Regions from separate parts of the Triticum aestivum genome. Here region 1 is linked to region 2. A link is a contact called in public Hi-C data. All regions are on one chromosome and are shown on one strand. The core of a region is the stretch at or near the end of the contact, and the rest is flanking DNA. Distances in the headings are between cores, read along the strand shown. Region 1 holds the start of LOC123107964 (blue copper protein 1a-like). Region 2 holds the start of LOC123105344 (probable aldehyde oxidase 2).

What was found. A called contact is a pair of places that touch in the nucleus more often than the background predicts.
Region 1: a Hi-C map of leaf shows a contact between it and region 2, with 5 times the contacts expected there. The contact joins the promoter of LOC123107964 here to the promoter of LOC123105344 in region 2. A contact is called at or near these places in 3 of 5 Hi-C or Micro-C datasets (all in leaf).

What each region holds. Positions count from the first base shown.
Region 1 is chr5A:615,204,521-615,208,981 of IWGSC CS RefSeq v2.1, reverse strand. It overlaps LOC123107964 (blue copper protein 1a-like), which reads left to right and starts at 2,689. Exons shown (of 2, transcript XM_044529840.1): 1 at 2,689-2,949; 2 at 3,050-3,502. The coding sequence starts at 2,772. The coding sequence ends at 3,375.
Region 2 is chr5A:614,754,973-614,759,593 of IWGSC CS RefSeq v2.1, reverse strand. LOC123105344 (probable aldehyde oxidase 2) reads left to right here and starts at 2,723. Exons shown (of 8, transcript XM_044527403.1): 1 at 2,723-3,022. The coding sequence starts at 2,860.

The DNA.
Region 1 (4,461 bases), core at 1,440-3,939, 450 kb before region 2:
ACCCAAGGAAAGATTCCAACTCTACAAGAACACAATACTAGCAAAAGCACCGAGACACACTAACAAAAAATCAACCGATCCCAAAAAATCGGTTCTGCAAGAACAAGAACTTAAAATCCTTCCCAATTATTGGTGGGATTCTTTGCATTTCTTGCAAAGTGCAGATTATTCATGCATATGATTATTCATGATCGTTGAATGGTGAAGCATCGATCTTACCGTCCTTTGTTGCCTGCAATTATTGCATATAATCTCTTCCACCACACCTTCCAAACAATGTCAAGATTTTAGATGAGGCAAGTAACCACTAATGAAACTAGTATTTTTTTCTTTTGAGAAAACCATGCAACTTTATTCAAATGTGACAAACATTACTTGTGTAGTGCTTATGATCAAAGACCCCCAAAAGTAGACCAAGTAATTACTGAAAATAAAAATTACATCGAAATCTCTTAGATACGTCTTCTTCGTGGTAATAATTTTTTTTAAAAATAAATTCTATCCACGCTTCAACAATGACACTACAATTAGACTAGAGTGGCAACGACACCACCTATACAGTTGCACGAACTTGATTATTGATAGAAATTTTAACGAGCCCATGAGTTGACCATCTAAAATATGGAAAGTCTTGAGCGATAAATGGGCTTGGGCCGGTGATGATCCCCTGGAAGTGCAGACGGTTGTCCTACAAGATGTTCACCGTGGTGCCAAGGAAAAATTCTATCTCTAAAAAAAATCATACAAGCAAAAGCACCAAGACACACTATAAGTGAACATATGCGAAGATCGTTTCTGCGAGGACAAGAACTCTAATCCTTCCCAATTATTGATGGGATACTTTGATTTCTTGCAAAGTCCAGATGAAATTCATAGGAATGATTATTTGTGACCAATGAATGGTGAAGAATCGATCATCCCGTCCTCTTCTTTTTGCCCGCAATTATTGGGTATAATCTCTTCCACCACACCTTCCAAACAATTACGAGACTCAAGACCAGGAAACTATAACCACTAATGGATCAAGTCCTTTTTTCTTTTAAGGAAACCTTTAAACTTTATTCATATGTGAAAACCATTAGATGTACAATGCTTACATCTCAAATACATTTTCTCCATGGTAATAATTTTTTTGAAAGAAGAAATTCTACCTACGCTTCAACAAAGACATTGCAATTATACCGGAGTGGTGACACCACCACTCATACATACCCATAGAGAATTTAGAGAGTCCGTTGAGTTTCCCATCTAACATTATAGAAAATCTTGAATGTTGAATGGAATTGGGTCGTCTTGGAAGTGAAGACCGTCGAATCACGAAATCATTCTGTAATGCCAAGGAAAGATTGCTTGTTTTTTGTTTCGCAAAAAAACCATACCTACAGAAGTCCAAACACGATGAGACTTTACGATGATTTTTTTGAACAACAAGATACCCTAGAAGCTTCAGCGGAGGACAAGAGGATCTATGAGAACCCCACAAGCCAGGGTGGCACGCCCAGGGGGTGGTGCGCCCCCTGACTTGTGGGCCCGTCGTAGCTTCGTTTACCCTAATTTCTGGCCTATAAATTCCCATATATTCTAAAACTCTCGGAGCGAGACCTGAAATAATTCTTCCTTCGCAGCAAGCCTCTGTTCCGAAGAGATCCCATATGGAGCCATGTCCCGGTACTCTGCCCGAGGAGGCTATCTTCATCAACCTTGCTACCTCCACGATGAGTGTAAGTAGTTCCTCCAGGACCTACAGGTCCATAGTAGTAGTTAGATGGCTTTCTCTCTCTCTCTCTATCGCTTGATCTTCAATACAATGATCTCCTCTGAGATCAGTCCGATGTAATCTTTTGGGGTGTGTTTGTTGGGATCCGATGAATTGTGATTACAATCAGATTATTCATTGAAACTATTTGAGTCTCTTGAGATCTATTTGCCGCGTAATTTTATAGCTTTGTATTTCTCTCCTATCTATCCATCTTGGCAAAGTTAGATTGATTTATGTTCAGCAAGAGATGTGCTTTGTAGTAGGTTTCAATCTTGCGGTGATCTTGCCCTGTGACAGAAGGGGCAAATGCACGTACTTGTACTGTTGCTATTAAGGATAAAACGAGGGGGTTCGATCACACTGATTGATATTACTTTGTCTACATTATGTTATCTTGCTTAATGCATTACTTTATTTATCATAAACTTAATAATTTGCATTAGCAATGCCATTAGTCGTTCTTCGGCCACGGGGAGGATACTGTCACATCACCGACGGACCTGGCCGGCCCAACTAGAATAGTTTTTTGTCCCGGGAAACTAAGCTGATAACATGTGTCAGATCAAGACCCCTCTCTCTCTCTCACACATGAAAGCGAAACAGCCCGTGGATGACAAAATTTCGTTTTACACGACAAAACAATTAGCATCTATGTCATGCATGCTGCAGCGTATCCTCTGTTCCGATGAAACCAAGGCAATGCGACACAGATCACATTTGGCGCCACACGGACGAATTCAACTCCCATAGCCATACCATTGCCGCCATTGGCCAGCTGCTGCCGCTGCCTCCGGTCAGGGACAAGACGGGCTCGAGTGCCAACGGTGATTACGACGTATACATACTACGTACTCCGTACCTGATTACTGAGCTCCGTCTCTATACATACATGCAAAGCCAGAGCTAGCAGCACAACACACGATCGACCTGCATCCATCCCATCATCACAGGACCCTTCCCCTTTAGCCACAAGCCAGTCATCTCTCTAGCTTTGCTGCTTACTCAGTCAGTAATGGCGTCCAAGCAGATGCTCGTCGCCGTGTTCGCTGCGGCCGCCCTCGCCGTGGCCTTCCTCCCGGGGCTCGCCGTCGCCACGGAGCACATGGTCGGTGACGACAAGGGCTGGACCCTCAATTTCAACTACTCGGCCTGGGCTGAGACCAAGCAGTTCGTCGCCGGCGACACGCTAGGTACATACCTCCATTAATCCTTTCGGGCCACGCGTACGCTTGATCGCTCCATTTTCTTTGGGACGCGAAACTAATTTCATGCGAATTATATCGATCGCAGTGTTCAAGTACAACAGCCCCGCCCACAACGTGGTGGAGGTGGGCGGGCCGGACTTCCTCAAGTGCAGCCAGCCGGCCAACGCCGTCGTCTTGACCACCGGCGAGGACCGGGTCACGCTCGACAAGGCCGGACGCAAGTGGTTCTTCTGCGGCGTCGGGCAGCACTGCGAGAACGGCATGAAGCTCAAGATCACCATCCTCGAGACCGCCCCGCCGACTCCCCAGCCAGCCCCGCCCCCGACCAACCCTGCTGGCAAGCTGCAGGCGCGCTTCGGTGAGGCAGCGGCCGCGGTCACTGCGGTCGCCATGGCCGTGCTCGTGCTCTAGGCCACCACAGTCCCACTCCATCCTCTTTACACATAGCTAGCTCAGCGATCGAGAGTGTTGCGTTGTGGGTTGGTTTTTGCGCGCGGTCGATCGTGCTGTTATTTTTTATGTTACAACCTTGTGCATTTGTGCCCCTCAAATTTTATTCAATCAAAGATATGTTCCATTTTTCTAGTAAAATATTAGTTTCGTTTGGCCGGCGGGAGGCAGAGAATCCTAAACTTCTTTTGAGGGGAGGCGCGTGATATGCATTTAGTATTTTATATGTACATATATGTTTCCTTGATCAAAGTTACAAACATATAACTTTAAAAAAGGCTTATTGCAAATAGAGTGGCATGTGTCCGCCAATTGTCCTACCCAAAAAGAACTGGCCTAAAATTACACAAATTGGAGGAATGCATCTTTCACCCTCATTGAATCCTTCCAGAAATGGCAATCATTAGGTTTTACTCTAACTAAAGTGAGAGATTTCTGGGTTTATACAAATAAAAGTGATTGTAAAATCCCATTCCGAGGAGGCACCGCTCTTCGTTGTGTTCTTCCACTCTCACTGCTCATTGCCTCTCCTTGTACCAATATTCTGTGCCTCGGGTACTGGTGAGTCCTAGGATCCCGTGCTCCACATACACAAGCTACGAGTCTACTCCGCAGCCCTTAGCTCGAGGGATTACCCACAAATCACGATCGAATGACAAGCAAATTACATTGTATAATTGTGTACTTGGAGATGGATGCTTGCTAGTCTTATAGTGTCGCTGATCGCGATAGAATATTGATCACAAGTAAATTATCTAAAGGAGATGGTGGCTATGGTGATGGACATGGCTATGGATATGGATATGGGAAGAGAGGTTGATGAAGCTTGTGTGGCATCTGGTGAAGGCGAATGAAGGTTGGTGCCTTTCAGGGGACTTCCTTCTCCTTTATACAGTGCAGACAATTGAATAGGGTCCCGAGGCTCTCTGTTGAGAATTAGGTTTGAGCCCTTTGATGGAAGTTGTTCAAATGGCTTCACGGCAATGGCGGAGCCAGGGGTATTCCATGGAATACCAAGGATTTTGGGGCCAAAAAAATTATATATAC
Region 2 (4,621 bases), core at 1,474-3,973:
ATCTTTTGGCTGAGGTCTCTCTTCAGCCGGGTCAGGAACACGGTAATGCATGACACTCTTCTCTGCTGAACAAAATCTTTCAAAGTACTCTTGGTGACTGTGGAAGGAACCCAGTTGCAAGTTGTCATCGTCTTCGGCGGCATGATGAAAGGACAGTCTATAAAGAAAATAATTGGCCGGTTCAAATTAGTTGATGGGATTGCAAGTTAAACAATTATAGTGCATAATGGCAGCTTAAGCAAGGGCTAATGATATATAAAGAAAAGATAAGTCGGCAGGGTAAGCCGCCAAGACTAAAGATGTTCAAAGAGTTCCCGGAAGCAACATTGGCTAAGTACTGAGACAAACAAGTTCCGCAGATGGAGGTTACAAATTTGGATCTACCGCTGTTTAGAAAAAAGGATAAATTCATCTATAAAAGGCGACAGTCGAAAAAACAGAGAAGCCCTAGAGGAGACCTGTCACGGTGGGGATGTGATCTAGTATTAAAACAAGTGCTAAAACTACCACCGCATAAGCTTTCCATATTTTTGGATCTAATACGTGGATCTAAACAAAGGAAAAGAAGGACGATGATGAACACCGAAGAACACCGACGAAACCCTAACGACAGATTGGTGATGAACAAAGAAAGGCTTACTGGAGCTGGTAGAACAGCGGAGTAGCATCGCGGTTCTTTGGTCTGCTCAGGGCGATGCAACGGCCGGAGTTGAGGTCGAGACAGAGGTCGACGGCGGCGAGGTTCGTGCAGGACATCGCGGTGCAAGGAGGAAGAAAGAAGAAGGAGAAGAATGGAAGATGGCTTTCGGGTCCTATTTATAAGGAGACAGGAAACAGGCAGGCGCGAAATACGAGGAGGCCAAATGATAGTTATCCAGCTAATTGGACGCCTTGACTTTCGGGAAGACATTAAGATAAAGATTCGTTAAAGATGACCTCGTGGCGGGTTTCCGAAATTCTTGGAAGATGACATCATGGCGGGTTACAAGGTTTTTGCAGCGGATATGGAAGGATTTTTCTAAGTCTTGAAGGTTGACATGAACAAGTCCAAATCAACCTCGGGCCTAATGTTGGGGATATAACTATTAGGTATGACCTGCACATGAGGGGTCGGGTCAACCCTATGAAGATTCATCACAATGAAGCCCAAGGTCACATGGTGATTCATAGATAGGCTTAGTAGAGGGCCCAGACCCAAAGGCGGCTTAAGGCCTATGAGTATAAACCGCCATGAATGTAAACTTGTATTGTAAGGCATATGTGAAAGGTCACCGAGCCGGATACGTTGTATAAGCCGGCCGGGACTCTGAGGGTTGCAGGTCGTCAACCCGTGTATATAAGGGGACGACCTAGCGGCGCTTAGGACAAGAAACAACAGATCGAGAGCCGGGTCAAGCGTATTCACTCCCTACTCGTCGAAACCCTAGCAATACCAACTACAAACTGGACTAGGCTTTTACCTTCATCGTAAGGGGCCGAACCAGTATAAATTTTCCATGTCCTTTGTCCTGATTAACCCCTTTAAGCTAACCTCAACGCGATGGCTCCACGACTAAGTCCTCACACTAGGACATCTGCCGTGACAATTCCACGACAGGCAGGCTGCGTTGCAGTCCATGTGCTGCCACCGCGGGATGCTGGTGGAGCCCGACGAGGACGAGCGGCTTCTCACTTGGGTCTACCACTGGTCCCTCATGATGGCGGAGACGGACGCTCGTCGCCTACGGTGAAAGAACACGAAGGCACGCTGGCTTGCCATAGAGCAGTCGGAGCGCGAGGCGAATGAGGCAGCGACAGATGCGGCTCGGTTGGCTAAGATAAAGCGGCAATAGGACATGTTCATCTGGCGACTAAAGGGGCTCATTGTCCTCTCCGACGACTCCGACGAAGACGGCGACGACCACAGCTCCTCCGCCGATGACTCCGATGATCAACCACCTGCAGCCGACGCCTACAGCTACACTGGCGATCAAAAGGGCAAAGACCCGGCGAGAAAGTGGCGAATCTCTGTCGTCTCCCTAGTTAACTTCTAGTTATCTATGTCTCTAGTTGTCGTTTGTGGATTATGTGAACTTTGAGTAGCTTTTGGAGATCCGTCTGTGATCTTTGGTGATCGGAATGTGCATATGTAGCCCCGTTTCATGGTCTATGCAATGACCTATGTAATTTATCTTTACATTGCATGAGTAATGGAATATAAGATATCAGATACGAGGAGTATGAATATGGAGGACCTAAATTGAGAAGTGCCCGATCAATGTCCACAGACACGTCCGAACGCGTCCCCGGGTGTTTGAGGGACCGAATTTGCTAAGTCAGGCCGCTCTAAAGCATAAACAAACAAGAGCAAAATGAAGCAAATCTTGCCTGCTACTCACGCCTTGGCATACTAAATATTATTATCACCTTTCCCATCCGTTTGATCGCTTGCGTGGAGGCTAGAGAGTGGAGTAGGAGTACTGCTAGTACAAGAGCGGAAAAGGTTGACGAGCAGCTAGCATCATAGCACATGCAATGTACCCATACAGCGTGCATCGGCCTCGATCGCTCCGTTGCACCGAGCGCACACGATCCATCGCCGATCTCAAATCCACCGCGCCCATTTCTCCCCGGCCTCCACGTGAACCGGAGTACGTGCGCGCTGAGCGCACGCCCACGCCATCTCCCGTCGCTTTGCCCCCGTCCAACGTCTCTGCATAGCTAGCAACTAATCGTAGCCAAGATCCTCTAGCAAAGCCCCCGTATAAAGGATAGAGGTATGGCCACCGGCCTCGGCGCACTTGCTGAGTGGTGCACCTGGATCCAGGACGAAGCTGTGGGTCGTGGAAGAGAGAGAGAGAGAGAGAGAGAGAGAGAGAGATGGGGTCGCTGGGGAAGGATGCGGCGACGGCGGGGGAGCGGGTGGTGCTGGCGGTGAACGGCGTGCGGCGCGAGGCGGCCGGCGTGGACCCATCGACGACGCTGCTGGAGTTCCTCCGCACGCGCACGCCCGTCCGGGGGCCCAAGCTCGGCTGCGGCGAAGGTGAGCACCACCAGCCGGCCCTCCACTCCATTAGCTAGCTCGGTTTAATCCTTGCAGTTTCGATCGTTTAGAATCTTATTCGGATGAACAGCCCAAAGCCCTCGAACCGACGAGTCGATGGGAGTTGATCTGCCATCGTTTTCAGTTTACCGACCGACCGGATTCCTGCTCCTGGATCGCTTGGTCGTCGTCGATCTCTACGCACGCGCTCCACACGCGCGCGCGTAGGCGTATGGAATCAAACCACGAAACACACAGGAATGGAGATGGAAAATAGGTGGCGGTAGGAGTTTCTGTACACGTGCACGTAGGCACCACGGCACATACATACATAGACATATCCACAGTACCCACTCTTGGGCCATCAACCACATCGGTGCTGCTTCTTCTCTTCATTTTCTGCTACTCCCTAATACCATACCTACGGTACGTAGCTACCAGCGCTACCGCTCGTTCATCACGAACCACAAAAAATGTCGATGGCTCATCGCTTTCTCCTCCTCGGCACATACCGACCCTAGCCAGGACCCATCATATCCGTGTGGAGTACATTATGTTTCTTCTCTTCTTTTGGTGCTGGCTGGCCAGCTATCGTTATACACTTAGCTCATTCATCAACGCACCACAAGTCCACAACTATTCATGTCGGGGCACTTGTTCCTTGCACCTTCCAGCTAGCTGCTCTCAACACTTTGATGCACCTCCAATCAAAGAGGTTATTTCAAGTGTGTTGACGTATAAATGCATAGCCCACTTTTTCCCATCAGCTTAAGATTTTTGATGAACTGACTGGTGCGTGCAGTTTTACAAAGTGCACTCACTAGCGATGCTAAGTGGGAGACTTTCTATCTTTCACTTTAAGTTCGGGATAACATAGAATTAAGAAAATGATAGGCCGAAGCATTTTTTTTTGAAACAAGTTAGGCCGAAGCATTGGTACTTTACACTTCAATCGGGCATGATGGAGTGAAAAGGCCGGATACGCTAGCTGCCGATCTGCTTTTCTCCCAGTGGAGCAGGCATGCATGCAGCGCGAACTAACCTATCCCAAATTATTGGACCTAATATATTCTCCGATGTGCAATTATTTATCTTTTGTTGTTACGTGGTCAGGTCCCATATGCTGCAGCTAACCAAACCATCTTTAGAAAACTCTGGCACGCGTATCAGTTTGCTACATATACAGCGACAGTGTTTCAGACTTTCGGTGGCATGCTTTGGCCCATATCATTGTACCAGATGCGTGTCCTTCTTATATTGATATAATATACTTGGAGTATGACTTTAGGAAAACAGACCACTAATCAGACCATATAGGCAGGCTCCCCACACAAAATTTGACGAGAAACTCTCCCTCCGTCCCATAATATAAGAACATGTAGTAATCGTAATCCGTAACAAACCGCATAGAGTGAATTAGTACAGATTAGATATGCCATGACTATGGAATTAAGAAATAGTCTTGTTCACCTTAAACCGGGAGCCGTCGATGGAAGTATCATTGACAACTTAGATCAAAAGTATTACACCAACTCATCATTATTTTGGTGGAATAGTAATGGTGCAGATGCAAAGTACAATGAGCTAACATACATAAAT